3 separate regions of the Mus musculus genome follow, and regions 2 and 3 are each linked to region 1. The links are chromatin contacts, called in public promoter capture Hi-C maps. All regions are on one chromosome and are shown on one strand. Each heading gives the region's core, a stretch centred on a gene start, on an enhancer-like site or on the middle of the called end of the contact. The rest is flanking DNA. Distances are from core to core; before and after follow the strand shown. Region 1 holds the start of Map3k14 (mitogen-activated protein kinase kinase kinase 14). Region 2 holds the start of Kansl1 (KAT8 regulatory NSL complex subunit 1). Region 3 holds the start of Mettl2 (methyltransferase like 2).

Region 1 (4,735 bases), core at 174-2,673:
TTAAGGGCGTCTGAAAAACTCATAAAGCTGGCATCCATCCAAAGGAATTGCCTTTGACATCACTTTAAATACAAGAGGAAATACACACATACATCATAAGCAAGTCAAGAGTCTTCAAAGCATCCTCTCACATTAACAGCAAAAAGATCACCCCAACCCCCCCCCCTTTCTCTATCAAAGTTAGGTTATGCTGTTCTTATTCAGGGATCTGGAGAACTCACCCTCACTCATGGCTCTGAGGCCACAGACGAGGCATATCATCCCTCACACCTGGTTCAGGTACTTCGCTTACCAACTGGACAACAGTCTATGCATCTGACCACACCTACCACTAAATGGGAAAGTTACTAAGCAAAACCCTGCAGAACTGAAGTTAGGAAACAATCCTCTAATCTTTCAGAGAGACTATGTTTCTAGATACTCGCCAGTGTTCCGAAGTCCACTGGTCATGGTGCCACTCCTCGTTCAGTTCATTCTTTTAGCGCCCTTAATCCAGTCATTAGTGTTCATTGTCTCCAATTAACAACAACAACAACAACAACAACATGTCATTAAGACACTGATATTTGAAACTTTTCTCCACTCATCCACTTGACAGCCCATGCACACCCCTATCCATCCTTTAGGGCTGTCAGCCATCTTTTAATCTCAACTGGGGGGTGGGGAGTGGAGGGGGGGAGGTCTGAAGTTAATGAACATGATGAGGTTCCAAAGCAGGTGGGAATCTCTGCCTCAGACAAATGTTTCTTTTCACTTGGTGACAGGTGGCTGAAAGTTGCCAGAGCCGGGAAGAGCTTCCAGGACGGGACTAGTACATATAAACAGATTCCAAAAGTTCCGAGTAGAACACAGAATTAGAGAAGGGTAAGGACCATCGAGGAGGGAGGACAGCACCATCAGCGACTAGCATTGCTCTACTGAGTGCCCAGAGCAGTGATCCTCTCAGAACAAGTGATCCCAAGCAGTTCAAAGGGAAAGGCTGCTCATGTCACTGCTAGGGCAGTGGAGCGATCACCTTCTCTTGGGGGACACTTAGGAGCCAGGTCTGCCAGTAGGGCGGCTGAACTCGATGGCACGGATGTTGGGGAAAGGGAAGCAGACAGTACCCGCGCGCGTTCCGGGCAAGCGTGTGACCCGTGGGTGCGCGGCCTGGAGGTTCTAGGCGAGCACGGCGTTTCGAGCGTGGCGCTGATGGCGCTGAGCGTGCGAGCGGGTTAGACCGTAGTCACCCGGCCACCCCTCCCAGCCATCCCTCGTGGACAGCCCGGCTGCAACCCAGTCCCCGCCTGGGAGGCGCCCCTTCCCCGCCCGCTCCCTCGGCGTCCCGCTTTAGGACTCGGGGTTCTGCCCAGTCACCTACCGGCGGAGCGCCGTTGTCCTCAAACAAGCGAGTGTGGCGCTTCGCTGGCCAGCGATCGCTCCGGGCCCCTGCTGCCCCTCCTCGACCACGCCCCCGTGCCTATCCCCGCCCCGGGCCACGCCTCCCCCCGTGGCTGCGACTTTGCTAGCTTCCCGCCTCCTTTCTTTGGCCGCACCGCGACCCTTGATCCCACCCATTCCTATAAGTTAGCCAATAAAACGCCTTGATCCGGTCGGCCTGCCGGCCACTCCTCAGCAGCGATTGGCTAGCGAGGCCTCCCCAAAATGGGCACTGTTTCCGGCCAGGGTATCCAGCGCCGAAGGCTGGGTGGATGGGCGGTCTGTAGGCGAAGGAGGCCAGGGTGTTGGTTGAACTACACATGCGCTCTCGCCTTCTGGCAAATCTTACGGGCTGCATTCTTTTTGAGGTTACGGGAAGGAAGGGCGACTGTACGCATGCGTGGGCATTCCCGGCTTCGGCTTTGGTTACCTTGGAGACGGCGGGGCGCTCTCGCTCTGAGGTCTTGGGTTTCTCTGCTTTCTGCTTGAGGGCGAGGCTGCTTCGTGGGGGCCTGGTGGGGCCAGAAACATTTTTATGGAGCACGTAGAGTGAGCCCGGTTCTGTAAAGTGTGTGGAGATGAGGTTGCTCTGCCTACCCTCGAGAAGTGTGGGGAGCCAAAGGCCTATGTAGGACAGACCGGGTGTTGAAACGCTCTAAGGGAGTGTGCAGATGTGGTACAGTCTCCTTCCACCCCGAGAAGCTTCATGGTGTGTGTGCTGAGCACGGGATCCATTCTAAACTACAGAGTCAGGAAGACTTGGTCTTTGAAAACGTGCTCTCTACAGTGCCCTTTTTATGGGGCCGGGAAAGAGTGTAGGGAATTTATGGATTTTTTTTTTCTTTTCTAACTTTGCTAATGGGCTTCCTACTGTACCACAAGCTTCTGTTTACTGGTAATAAGAAATTACAAATATGTGTTTTTTAAAAAAATGTTTCCAGAATAAAAGATGCGCTGCGACCTTAGAGACTCTGCAAGGAATCCTAACTGCAGATGCAGGGACTGGTGGTATGGTGGGAGTGGCAGCCATATTCTTGGCTGGTTTGAGAAATAAGGAACGGCCTGTCTGGAAAGGTTTGAGCCAGGGCCAGACCACTGTCTGCTTGTGACCACTTTGCAGACCTAGCTTCTTTCTGGAGACAAGTTCAAGCCGACATCTGTTGTTGGACACCGAGAAAGGCCATTCATTTAGACAATGTGGAAACCCCACAACCTGGCCTGCATTCAGGAGGCTGAGGCAGGAGGATGACAAGTTTGAAGCTAGTCTGAGCTGCATAGCCTGACTTCTATGTGGAAACAAAGCCAACTAGATGAGAACCTGAGAGACTCACCCCTCTCCCCTGGGCCAGAAATATGTTAGAGCAAAGCCTGCAGTTGCCCATAGTCCATTGTTACGTTAGTGTCAACCGTGTCAAGAGTTGTCCCTGGAAGCCTTTCTGGCTGTGACTTGCACTGAGCCTATACTTCAGTATATGCAGAACCTATATGTCAGTTTCTGGGACATATCTTGCTAGTGGCCAGCTGAGAGATGGTAAGGCAAGAAAATAAAAAGGGCTGGGGGCCTCTAAAAAACGCTCCTCTCACCCCTAGGGCTTGGCATCTCTGACTCAGAGAGAGAGGCAGAGCTGGGCCAGATGTACAGGTTGGTATCAGGTCTCTTGGGTGTCTGTCTTTCCCTCCCACCACCTGTTTGCCGCTGGGCAAAGCACTTCTCAGGAAAGATGTGGGCAACAGGCCCAGAATCTGCAGACGCTCCCTGCAGGGCTAGCTCACTTTTGCCATCTCCTTCTCACCCCTCCTTTTTTTTTTTTGACAACCAGAGTCTCTGGCCCTGGGTCCCTTTTGTGTGTTGTCTAGTCCATTGGGATGGTTGCTCTTTAAGCCTACACTCAATAGGATGTGTTAGTGAGAACAGACTCAATTCTTATGTTGACTCAAAGGTCTGCAGAAGGGTCAGCTTGCAGGTGTGTTGGGGGGGGTGGTCAGGGGACAAACCAATAGACTCATTAGCAAGAAAAGTATTAGGGAAAAGCAGCGCTTGCTTCTTGGTTTCAGCGACTTTTCTCCTGTCTCTCTCCAGAGGGTGAGGTGGAACACAGACATCCCTCTCCTCTCTCGAAATACCCACCCACTAGGAGAGCTTTGGGCAAAATTGACTTCCTCCTGCTCTAAGACACGACAGTCTGGGCAGGCTTTGAGCCCTTGAGTCACTTGTGCAACTTCAGCTCAGCTTTAAATAAAATAATTGACATTTGCAGGGTGACTCATACCTGGGGCAGTGCTGGCCTCTCAGTACTCAGGGGGTTTCACAGACCCATCTATTTCAGGTTTGGAAACACGAGAGTAAGACTATGCCAATCTGAAAAAACAAAAAACAAAAGACAACAGCAGGGTCTGTTTGTTTTGTAGACCTGAAGATCCAATTCCAGGGCCTTGCATATCCCAAGCAAGTAATCTCCTATGGAGCTACAGTCTGATCATTTTTATTTTTCTTCCTTTTCTAAGTAAGGTCTCTGTAGCCTATACTTCCTTATTTATTATTGTTGTTATTTTTTTAGGTAAGGTCTATAATTCCCTATTTGTTCCTAAGTAAGGTGTCTATGGCCTATAATTCCCTACTTAGCCCAGGCTGCCCCCTCACGTCTTCCAGCCATCACTTCTCCAGTCTGGGGATTGTAGACATGTACTATGGCCAGCTCAGCATCTGTTCTTGTTTGTTTACATTTCTCTTTGTAAAAAAATGAATTCTTAATGTCATCATGCAAAAGAGTGGGTTGCATCACAGCCTCCTCACACCCATGCGTCATTATTACCCTTTGCTCTCGTTCCTCAGCTTCTGGCTCTTAAGAGATTAAGGACAGAAATCTGCTGGATACAGTGGCACATGCCTGTAATCCCAGCACCCCAGAAGTGGAAGCAGGAGGATCAGGAGTTCAATGCCATCTTTACCTACAGAGTGAGTTTGAGGCTAGCCTGGGCTACCTAAGACCCTATCTTCAATCAGCCAACAAACAAGAACACTCGAGCTAGACACTAAGTATGTCCAGTGCAGAACCGCCCTTGAATTAACTCAGGATGACACTGTATATTGGACAATCTACTAGAAGCCCTGCCCTTATAGGATGTTTAAGGGCATGTGGCCATATCTAGTGAGAAGGTGTTGGTTGAGGCATGTGAGCGCCTGTGGATCTCGGGCCCACATTCCTGTGAAATCCTGAGTTCAGGGGAGGGCTGGTGTGAGGATGACAGGAGAGAGGACCTAGGCCTAGGGGCAGACATTCCTGGAGGAGAAGGTATGCTTCCTCCCACTAGGGAC
Region 2 (4,988 bases), core at 654-3,153, 1.2 Mb after region 1:
TTTTAATATAACGATTTTCCTACTTGATTGAAAGTACTTTTGAGAAGAAGTTCTGTAACTATATCATGATTATGCAAGGCAAGGATTATGTAATTTTATCGTTTATTTTAAAATGTTCTCCGAATGTATTAAAAAAAAAAAACCCTAGAGCATTGTGATCTCTCTAATGGGCAGAGGGACACTTACTTGGCTACAGCTTAAAATATTAACATACACCCCCCCAAACAAACAAACAAAACCCCACAATGATTGCTAGCCACGTGACGAAGGATATGGCAACACCAGGATTGTGAATGGAGGGGAGGAAAGCTAGGTTGGAGGACTAGCGAGATTTCTCTTAACTTTGGGGACTGCAGGATTCGGGTTTCTCAATCTTTAAGGTACCAAATTCTAACCCCTAAGAGTTGTACAGCTAACACCCTCAAGTGCGGTTTTATTAATAGGTCACGGAAAATGCTCCAGTGACCTCCAGGATAAAGGAGGAAAAAACAGGCGGAGGAAAGAGCAATTTAAAGTGGCGCCATCATGTCACCCCTTTTCCCCTAAGGCAATCAATAAGCAATAGTTAAGTAACGAGTTTCTCTAAAAATCCACATTGGGATTCCAACATTGGAAAACAAAAGGATTTCTAGGTAAAACATGGGAGTAAGATTGTTTACAATACGGAAAACAATTATAAACTATTTGCTGAGAATCAAAGGCCGTCAGTCCGAAAACAGGCCCCCCCAAAAGCAGTAAGATTCCAACTCACTTAAAAGCAAATAAATGCCTCTTCCTCTTTAGTTGAAAAAAAGGGCTGCCTGAGACTAGATCCGAAAACGCAAATGACCTCAATATTTAAGCAACAAAAAATGTTAACAATCAGAGTTGTGATACAAACCGTGAGACAGACATGCAAGATGTGTTTGAGCAAAGAAAGACCTTTTGCAGTCAAGAGAAGTTCAAGGCGAGAGCAAGAGTTTGTTTTTGGTCTTTTTGTTTTTGCTTTTTTTTTTTTTTTTTTTCGGAAATAAACCAGGTTCTCCAGGCCGCCTTTTTAAATAGAACGCCAAAGGAAAGCCCAGCGAACGAGGCGGCAGCTGGTGGGGAAGGGCCCCCGCACACCCCCGCCCTTGGGGCGACTCCCAGCCCGGACCCGCAGCGGGGAAGCCCGGAGAGGCCATTTAAAGTTCCGGGGATTTTTCTTCCCCTGCCCAGCCTTTCTAGTTACAACTAACAAAGAGAGGGAGAAATGGGAACCACAGGGAGAGCGAGGAGAAGGAGAAAGGGCAGCGGGAGGAGGAGGAAAGGAGCAGCAGCAGCACCTACCACGTGATGGAGGAGCGTAGCCCGGGCGGATTCGGCCCCACAAAATGGGCGCAGTTTGCAAACAGCCCCCCGGCCTGGGCGCCGAGGACCAGCGGGCGGGGGCGCGCGGCTGCTGCTCCGGCCCGGCCCGCCGCTCTCCTCCCCCCCGGCGCCCGGAGCCGCCCTGACTTTCCGGGCGGGGGGGCGAGGCGGAGGGGGAGGGGAAGGCGGCGGCGGCGGGGAGCGGCTGCTTTTTCTTCTCTTTCGGGCCCTTTCTCCGGCCTTCCTCCGTTCCGACCCGGCCTGGGCACGGCGGGGACCGCAGCCCCGGGCGGGCGGGGGCAGAGGGTAAAGCTGCCCCCCCCGCCCCGCACAAACAAGCGCCGCCGTCTGCAGCCCGCGCCCGCACCCCGGCCGCCACCCCGGGAGCTTCTTCCCGGCCGGGGAGCGCACTTCGGCCGCCCCCCAAGCCGCCGCGGCGAGACGAGTCGGCTTCGCTACGGCGCTTGGTTCTCCCGCCGGCTCAGCGAGCGGTGGCGGTGGCGGCGGCGGCACTGGGAAAATGGCGGCCGAGCTCCTTTTCCCTCCCCCCCTTTAATCTGAAGCGGAGGGAGAATGGAGCGAGCAAGCGAGCGGGCGAGTGCCGGGGACACGGGGAGGAGGGACAGCAGCGCCTCCGCCGGCTGCGGCTGCGGCGGGCCGCTCCGCCCCGGCGCGCCGCCAGGGGGCGCCCGCCTCGCCGCCCCCGCGGGCTGCCAGGAGGCGCGGCCGCCGCCGCCTCAGTCATGGCTCCTAGCCGCGGCCGCTGCTTCTGCGCCTCTGTTTGCGGAAACCGGTGCCTGGTGCCTGATACGTGCGGCAGCGACACGCGGCACTGCGGCAAGCGACGCGGGGCCCTCGCTTCGATCGAGGTGAGGCTAACCTGAGGCGCTGATGCCGTCACATTCCCTCGGCTCTGTGGCTGGCGGTGCTGCGCGCCGGTTTGAGGGGAGGGCGGACTGACACAGCAGAGCTAGAGGACGTGAGCGAAGAACTGTGTGTGCAGTGAATGAAGAAGCTGCTGCGGCCACACTACCCCAGGGCCAACCGTGCTCTGAGACGGGCAGGAAGCTCCCTGACCAGTGACGCGGTCCCTGCCACCCGCCCTTTGTCCTACACCCTGCTCTGTACACTGCAGCACACGGCTGGCTGCTAGCCCTAGCGCCACGCTCTGCAGCCGCCAAACCAAAAAATAAGCGGACGCCATTGCGCAGGCGCGAGCTAGGACCGACTCGGGGCTAGCCCGGGCAGGGGCAGCTGGGAGCTAGAGGGGAAATGATGGCCCACCAGCGCCGGGCCCGCTGGGAACTGTAGTTTTCGTTAAGCCCGCGTGTTGTTTTAGGCTTCTTGATTTGTCAGATCCGCCAAAATAGGCAAAAACGCATTCATTACACAGTAATTTTTTTGTTTCCTGCTACTACCAAATTAAAGTTCACAGACCCGCTAAAAGTTTAACAATGAACAACAAAAGCAAACCTGTCATGTTCTTACCAGCGTTGACTTAAAAGTAGTGGCACCTAATTACTCTTGACTCTAGTTTGTCAGCACGATATCGGTTCCTTCCTCCCAAATAAGGTTTAATATCAGAGAACATTTTCTGGACTTAGAAAACTTAATATAACGCAAAGTGACACATTACACAGTACAAATCCACCACCCTTTAAAGCTAACCATGTCCAAAGATTATTAGGACTCACCAAAATCAAATAGCATAAAACTTGTTCCAACAACTAAATCACCAAGCTCAGCAGATGAGAAGAGTAGAGTCTACCAAAAGGAAGATGTAAAATGCTCAATACTTTGTGTGGTTTACCAAACCAGTATCCGGTGTTATGTGTCACTTCAGCTCCTCAAAAAAAAAAAACTATTGTTATAGACCAGTTTTCATTAGCCCACAAAGTCTCTAACTCAACAAGTTTCTGCAGTATCTGCATCTATATTTCTCTTGAATTTCCATCTGCATTTTTAAAATTACACTCTCAAACATGATCTTGGTTTTCAAATATCAAAGGCAGGAGACAACATAGAGTCAATACACAGGGATAAACTGATAGATGTATACATATTTACATATGCATCCAAAAAAGATCAATAGTTTGGGCTTTTTAACTTATAATACAGGTAAGATTGTGTGTTTGCATGTGTGTGTATGTATGTGTGTGTGTGTGCGCGAGAGAGAGAGCATATATATTCACATAAACAGTAATGCCACAGAGGATGTTTATACATAATTACAGGACCAACAGATGGTGACCTAGAGCCCTAATCTGAAGATAACAAAATCTAAATTAGCTGAATGAAAATAAGGCAAAGCTTTCTACAATATTCTTAAATTTAATTTCTTAAATATTAGTGAAAGAAACTCTTTATAACAATGTTATTAACTATCCAAACTCTTAAAATCTTGACTATCTACACAGTCATGGTGCTGCATGCCATTTATAATTTCAGCACTAGGAAAAGAGATGCAGGAGAACTCTGTGAGTTCAAGGCCAGCCTGTTCTACATACTGAGTTCTGTGACAGCTGGGTATAGACACTCAGGCAGATTTCTGAGTTCGAGGCCAGCCTGGTCTACAGAGTGAGTTCCAGGACAGCCAGAGCTACACAGAGAAACCCTGTCTCAAAAAACAAAAACAAAACAAACAAACAAACAAAAAAACCACAACAGAAACTTCACTACCTAACTCAAGCATATTGACACATGCATTCAATTCCAGCATTTCAGTGGGGGTGGGGAAAGCATGAAAATCCAGAGTTCCTGAATCTCAGTATAACCAGTCCAATAATAAAAAAATAAAAATACAAAAACACAAAACAACAACAAAACTAAGTACCAAGTTTATGAACAACTGCATTCAAAGTGAGCAACTACTGACAAAAATCTATACATAAGACAGAGTTTCTCATGTACCCCTAGCTGTCCTCTCCCTGTAGACTAGGCTGGCCTTGAACTGTGAGATCCGCCTGCCTCTGCCTCCGATTAAAGGTGTGTGCCACCACGCCCACAGAGGAGGTTTTGAAAAAGAAATGTATTTCTTTAAAGACTTCCGGTCTTAAAAAAAAAAAAAAAAAAAAAGACTTCGGTCTAAGTCAGACATGAAGAAACCCTGTCTCGAAAACCAAAAAAAAAAAAACCTAAGAACCTCCTCTAGAGACAGGCTTGGTGACAACTTCTCAAATTCTATCAATCCCAAGGTGGATCCGGAGAGATCAGGCATTCAAGGTCATCCTTAGCTATACATCAACACATAGACTTTCTAGACCAGCTACAGTCATATAAAATCCAAATGCTTGCTGGTACACAAAGTAAAGAGGGAAGACAAGACATGGAGCCCAGAATTGGGGGAATGCTAAAACACAGAAAAAAACAAAATTCCCCCAGAGAAACAATGCATGATAAGGCTGATTAAAACATGCACACAAAGCTGAGCTTGATGGTTCAGGATGTTGATCACACCCAGCACTTGGCAGGCAGAGGGGCCAGATTTCTGAGTTTGAAGCCAGCCTGGTCTACAGAGCTTCCAGGATAGCTAGGACTTTACAGAGAATCCTGCCTCAAAAAACACACAAGCAAACACAAACAAGGTAGCACATATCTATGATCACAGCATTTGGGTTGCAAAAGCAGGAGGATTACCGACAAATTACCAGGCTACCCTG
Region 3 (4,959 bases), core at 886-3,385, 1.9 Mb after region 1:
CTCCTTTCAAAAGATGTTAGATGCTTCAACTGCCGAAGGAAAATGAGTTGGTACAGGCCAGCAAAATACATTGTGTAAACTCATTTAGTGGGTTAGCGAGAGGGCACAGCGATTAAGAGCTGCTCTCGAAAGAGGACGTGAATTCAGTTCCCAGCACCTACATCAGGCAGCTCACAACTACCTGTAACTCCAGCTCCAGGAGATCTGATATTCCTCTGAACACACACACACACACAAATAATTTTTTAAAGAAAATGGAGAGGTGACTCAGCGGTTAAGAACACCATCTGCTTTTCCAGAGCACCAGGGGTCAAGTCTTAGCACCCACGTGGCAGCTCACAACTGTGTGTAACTCCTGTTCTAGGGGATCTGATACCTTCACACAGAAATGCATGAAGTTAAATTACCAATGGACATAAAATAGAAATAAATAAATTTAAAAAAGAAAACCAAGCACACACACCATTTTCAGTAAATGATACAATACACTGAAGTAAATAGATACACTGAAATACACTGATGTAAATAGACACAAAAAAGAAAATGGTCTAAAAACAAAAGCTCAAGTTTAGAATAGTTAAACATTTGGAAATGCATGTTGTAATTCCAGCACTGGCAAAGTTAGACGTGACAGGAGGGTCCAGAGTTTGAAGCCAGATAAGGGTACACAGTGACACACTCATCCATTTTCAGAAGCCATGCATTTGAAAGAGTAAGGAGGGGAATATGGGAGGGTTGAGGAGGAGTGATGTAATGTCATAATCTCAAAAATAAAAACCTAGCCAGGTGTGGAGGCAGCACACATCTTTGATCCCAGTACCCAGAAGCCAGAGGCAGGCAGATCTCTGAAGTTGAAACCTTCCTGGTCTACAAAGAGAGTTATGAGATAGTCAGAGCTATATAGAGGAATTCTATATTTAAAAAGAAAATAATAATTAAAACACACACGGGGGGGGGGAAGAAGGGAGGGAGGAGAGGAGAGAGAAAGAGAAGCAGCCATATATTTCAAATGGCTCACTTATTAAAAATAATGTTGGAACTTCAAGTAAAAGGACAATGAGCTTTCTGCACACACAAAAATTATATAATGGGATTGTTGAATGTGAACACTAACAGCTTTTAAAGAGCATGATATTAAAAAAAAAAAATACATATAGCTGGATGTGATGGTGAATGCCTTTAATCCCGGTACTTGAGAGGCAGAGACAGGCACATCTCTGAGTTTGAGGCCAGTTTAATCTGCATAGAGAGCTGGAGGCCAGCCAGAATTACATAGTCCTTCAAAATGTATCAAAATAATAACAAAAACAACAACAATAATAACAACAACAACAATAACTCTGGCTGGTAAAATGGCACAGCAAGTAAGCTGCCTGCCACCAAGCCTAAAGAAATTATAGAGCCTGGAGAGCCCTATAATTAAGGGCACTGGCTACTCTTCTAGGAGACCCATATTTTGATCCCTGGTACCCATATGTTGGTTCACAAGCATCTGTAACTCCAGTTCGAGGAGATCTGGTGCCCTCTTCTGGCCTCCATGAGCATTGCATGCACGTGGTGCACAACCATGCGTACACATAAAGGGGAAATTTATTTAAATAGAAAATATAAGGCTAAAAATGTGCAATTATAAATTATATACCAGTGACCTACTATTAGTTTTAAAATATTTATACATATATGTATAGTATATAAGTGTACAATGTATACATTTAAATAAATTGAATACATATTACAAGCTCTATGCATGAACGAATTACAATTTTTATTGTGCCAATTAAGCCTGGCTTTTCAAGGAGGTGTGGTCGGTTATGTCATTTAACACGGAAGCTTCATGCTCTCAAAACCCACGCGCTGCCTCCCCGCGGACTGTGGTCTGGTGACCACGTCTCATCACAGTCGGCTAGTCAAAGCTTTTCCTGGGGGGAATCTTGGGACCTGCACGGAACCGTACTCGAGGGAATAGCCTCCTACTTCCTCCCCGTGCTGCACGCCCTTGTGCATCTCCAGGGAGAAATGACTCCTTTCGGACTCGCCTCCGCTGAGCTTCCCAATCACTTGGAACCCGCCCCGCCCCGCCCCGCCCCGCCCCGCCCCGCCCCGCCCCGCCCTCCATCTTCCCTCCCAGTGACGCTACTTCCGGAAGGGGCGTGGCCCACAGGAAGTCCTCGCCTTCGGGAAGAGAAGGCGTTTCCGTCTCCGGTGTCATGGCGGCCTCCTTCCCTGAAGGCGTGCCGGAGACCGAGGACGGGAAGAGACCGCAGTTCGGGCACCGGTTCCTGAGCGACCCGGCGCGCGTCTTCCATCACAATGCCTGGTAACTGCCCTGCATCTCGCCCGGCTCTTCGCCAGCCCGGAGCACTTGGAGAAAAGCCCTGCCCGCTGGCCCTCCTCCCGCGGCGGTAGCTGAAGCGTTCGCCTCCCGAGGACCGACGTTCCCGGGTCCGGGACCGGTGGGCCTGAAGCTGCCCGTTTGGTTTTCACAGGGACAACGTGAAGTGGTCCGAGGAGCAGGCCGCGGCGGCGGAGAGGAAAGTGCAGGAGAACAGCTCCCCGCTGGTGTGCCCGGAGAAGCAAGGTGCGCTCCGTTGTGCCCGCAGTGTGGGACGCGCCTCCTCCAGACGGCAAGAAAAATGGGGGCACCGGGATCGTTTTATCACTGACCTGATGGAGAACTCCGGCCCAGAACGGGTCGGGGAGGGGACGGGTTAGGAGGCAAAGGGGCTGTCTTCTAACAAAGTCTTGAAGCCATTGGGGTTGGACTTTGTTGTTGTTGTTGTTGAACTCTCTAGTTCTACGAGTGTCGCGTTGATGTGGCTGGCCTGTGGCAACCGTAAAGTCGTTCAGTCATCTTAGGGTAGCTTCTACAGTTTACCTTCTGCTGGGACGTTTCCATCAGAGCTAGATTGATGTGGTCGGATCCTAACGTACTGTGGGAGGAGAGGATTAGATCATAACATCTTTTCTTGAGGTGTTGGGTTTGGAGATGTGGGACTTCTACCAAAGAAAGATGCGTGCAGCAGAGTGGAGAGACGAGTCTGCTCAAAGCGAAAGAGGTCATTTCCGAAGACAAGAATAATTCCTTTATAAAATACTAGAACTGGTTGTCCCTGTTTCTAGGAGGCGTTTGAAAGTAAACCTGGAACTTTAAGGTAATAGGCATCAGGGGGTTGGAGAGATGGCTCATCGGTTATGATAATAAGCACTGATAGTTTCTCTATAGTACCGAGGTCACTGGCCAGGCACGTACCTCCTAAGATGTAGGGGTGTAATCTCTTGGGAGGCAGAGACAAGAGGTTGAGTGGGGTCAAGAGCATCCTTGCTACGTAGAGTTCCACTCCTGCCTGGGCTGCATGAGAGCTTGTCTCAAAAATAAGTATATGTATATATTCCAGTTGCAAAGTAGGCACCCTGCCTGCATTGTTAGGTAGATAAGACTAGATAAAGCTTCGTAGAGTTGAGAGGGATTTTGAAAATCATGTAGCCCAGTATCCTCTTTTCGCAGTTAAAGGACCAGTTAGCCAAGTGCAGTGGTGTATTCCTGTAGACTCAGCTCCGTGGGAGGCTGAGGCAGAAGGATCACTGAATTGGAGGCCATCCTGGGCAGCATAGGGTGATCTAGTCTCCAAAACGATTAAACTTGGACCACGGGGCCTTAAGTGCTTTGCCTAGAGGTAAGCAGTCAGTGGTGGATTCCAATTTCTCAGGTTTTTATTCTTTCATCAATTCTAGTCCAGGTCTCTTGTGTTGACAACGAGCAGAAAAAGAGCCCCTATCAGTCTCCTGATTAATCAAAACTCTTCTTGCTTCTGGAAGGCAGTTTCCCATTGTCTAGTTTTGTGTGTTTTCTGGTTATTTATTTTAGTATTCATTAGCAATCTTGACTTTGTGCCTGGCCCCTGCATTCTAAAGAAGCAGGAACATGCCTTCTGAAAAGCTTCGTGGATGACAGTCACTGAATGTATACAAACGTCCAAAGAACCTGGGACATTTAGCTTGTAAATTTAAAAAAAAAAAAAAAAAAAAAAAAAAACTTACAAGGGAAAATAATTACCACACACACCAAAGAACCTGTCTGTCCCTGACGAGTAGAACCTTGAAACCAAGAAGAATTAGGTCTTTACTTCTGTGCAATGCTAGGGATTTGCTTAATTTCATAATTTTCCTGTAGTTGAAGGCCATCCAAAGCTGTGTGAGGAAAATGATGGGTAGCTAACTCCCTGTCTGGTGGTTCCAGCAGAAGCTGGGTTTCCTGGGGATGAAAAGTGAATGACCTTAATGTAAGATAGATAGCAAGATGATTACCAGTGGAGGTGTCCAGTTCTGAGACTATGACTGTTCTTAAGCATACTTCTGGATAAAACGACATTTGGTGATGCAGGACAGTTGACATTAGATATAAATAAAATATTTGAGACTGACGTTTAATATTCTTTCTTAAATGTTTGCAGTTGATTATGAAGTCAATGCCCATAAATACTGGGATGACTTCTACAGAATCCATGAAAATGGGTTTTTCAAGGATAGACACTGGCTTTTTACTGAGTTCCCTGAATTGGCACCTAGCCACAGTCACCTGACGGGTGTACCCTTGGAGAAGCAGAGGAGTGACGTCTGTGAGGACGGACCTGGCTTGACAGCAGAACAGCACAAGTGTTCTTGTGCCAGCCCTGGATGTGAGACTCAGGTGCCTCCCTTGGAAGAGCCAGTGACTCAGAAGCTCGGTCACCTAGAAATTAGTGGTGAGGAATTTCCTGGCTCCTCTGCCACCTACCGAATACTTGAGGTAACTTGATTTTTCGAATAATAGAGTTAGTGAAGATGCCACATTTTACTCGCAGATAGACTAGAAAGGGTGACCCAGAGTGTCTTCTGTCAGATCAACTTGGCTAGATTTGAGCATCATATCAGCGTGGAATGGTCACCCTTGTTTGTTTGTTTGTTTGTTTGTTTGTTTAA

Evidence for each region. Promoter capture Hi-C pulls out the DNA fragments that hold promoters and counts their contacts.
Region 2: a promoter capture Hi-C map of liver shows a contact between it and region 1, with 2.2 times the contacts expected there. The contact joins the promoter of Kansl1 here to the promoter of Map3k14 in region 1. A contact is called at or near these places in 3 of 39 promoter capture datasets (liver and neutrophils) and 1 of 115 datasets of contacts at active chromatin or transcription factors (astrocytes).
Region 3: a contact with region 1 is called in a promoter capture Hi-C map of liver, with 5 times the contacts expected there. The contact joins the promoter of Mettl2 here to the promoter of Map3k14 in region 1. A contact is called at or near these places in 2 of 39 promoter capture datasets (liver and pre-B cells).

The regions. Positions count from the first base shown.
Region 1 is chr11:103,265,978-103,270,712 of GRCm38.p6, forward strand. It overlaps Map3k14 (mitogen-activated protein kinase kinase kinase 14), which reads right to left and starts at 1,424. Exons shown (of 16, transcript NM_016896.3): 1 at 1,361-1,424.
Region 2 is chr11:104,440,417-104,445,404 of GRCm38.p6, forward strand. It overlaps Kansl1 (KAT8 regulatory NSL complex subunit 1), which reads right to left and starts at 1,904. Exons shown (of 15, transcript NM_001372459.1): 1 at 1,309-1,904.
Region 3 is chr11:105,124,290-105,129,248 of GRCm38.p6, forward strand. It overlaps Mettl2 (methyltransferase like 2), which reads left to right and starts at 2,136. Exons shown (of 9, transcript NM_172567.3): 1 at 2,136-2,317; 2 at 2,487-2,578; 3 at 4,452-4,786. The coding sequence starts at 2,208.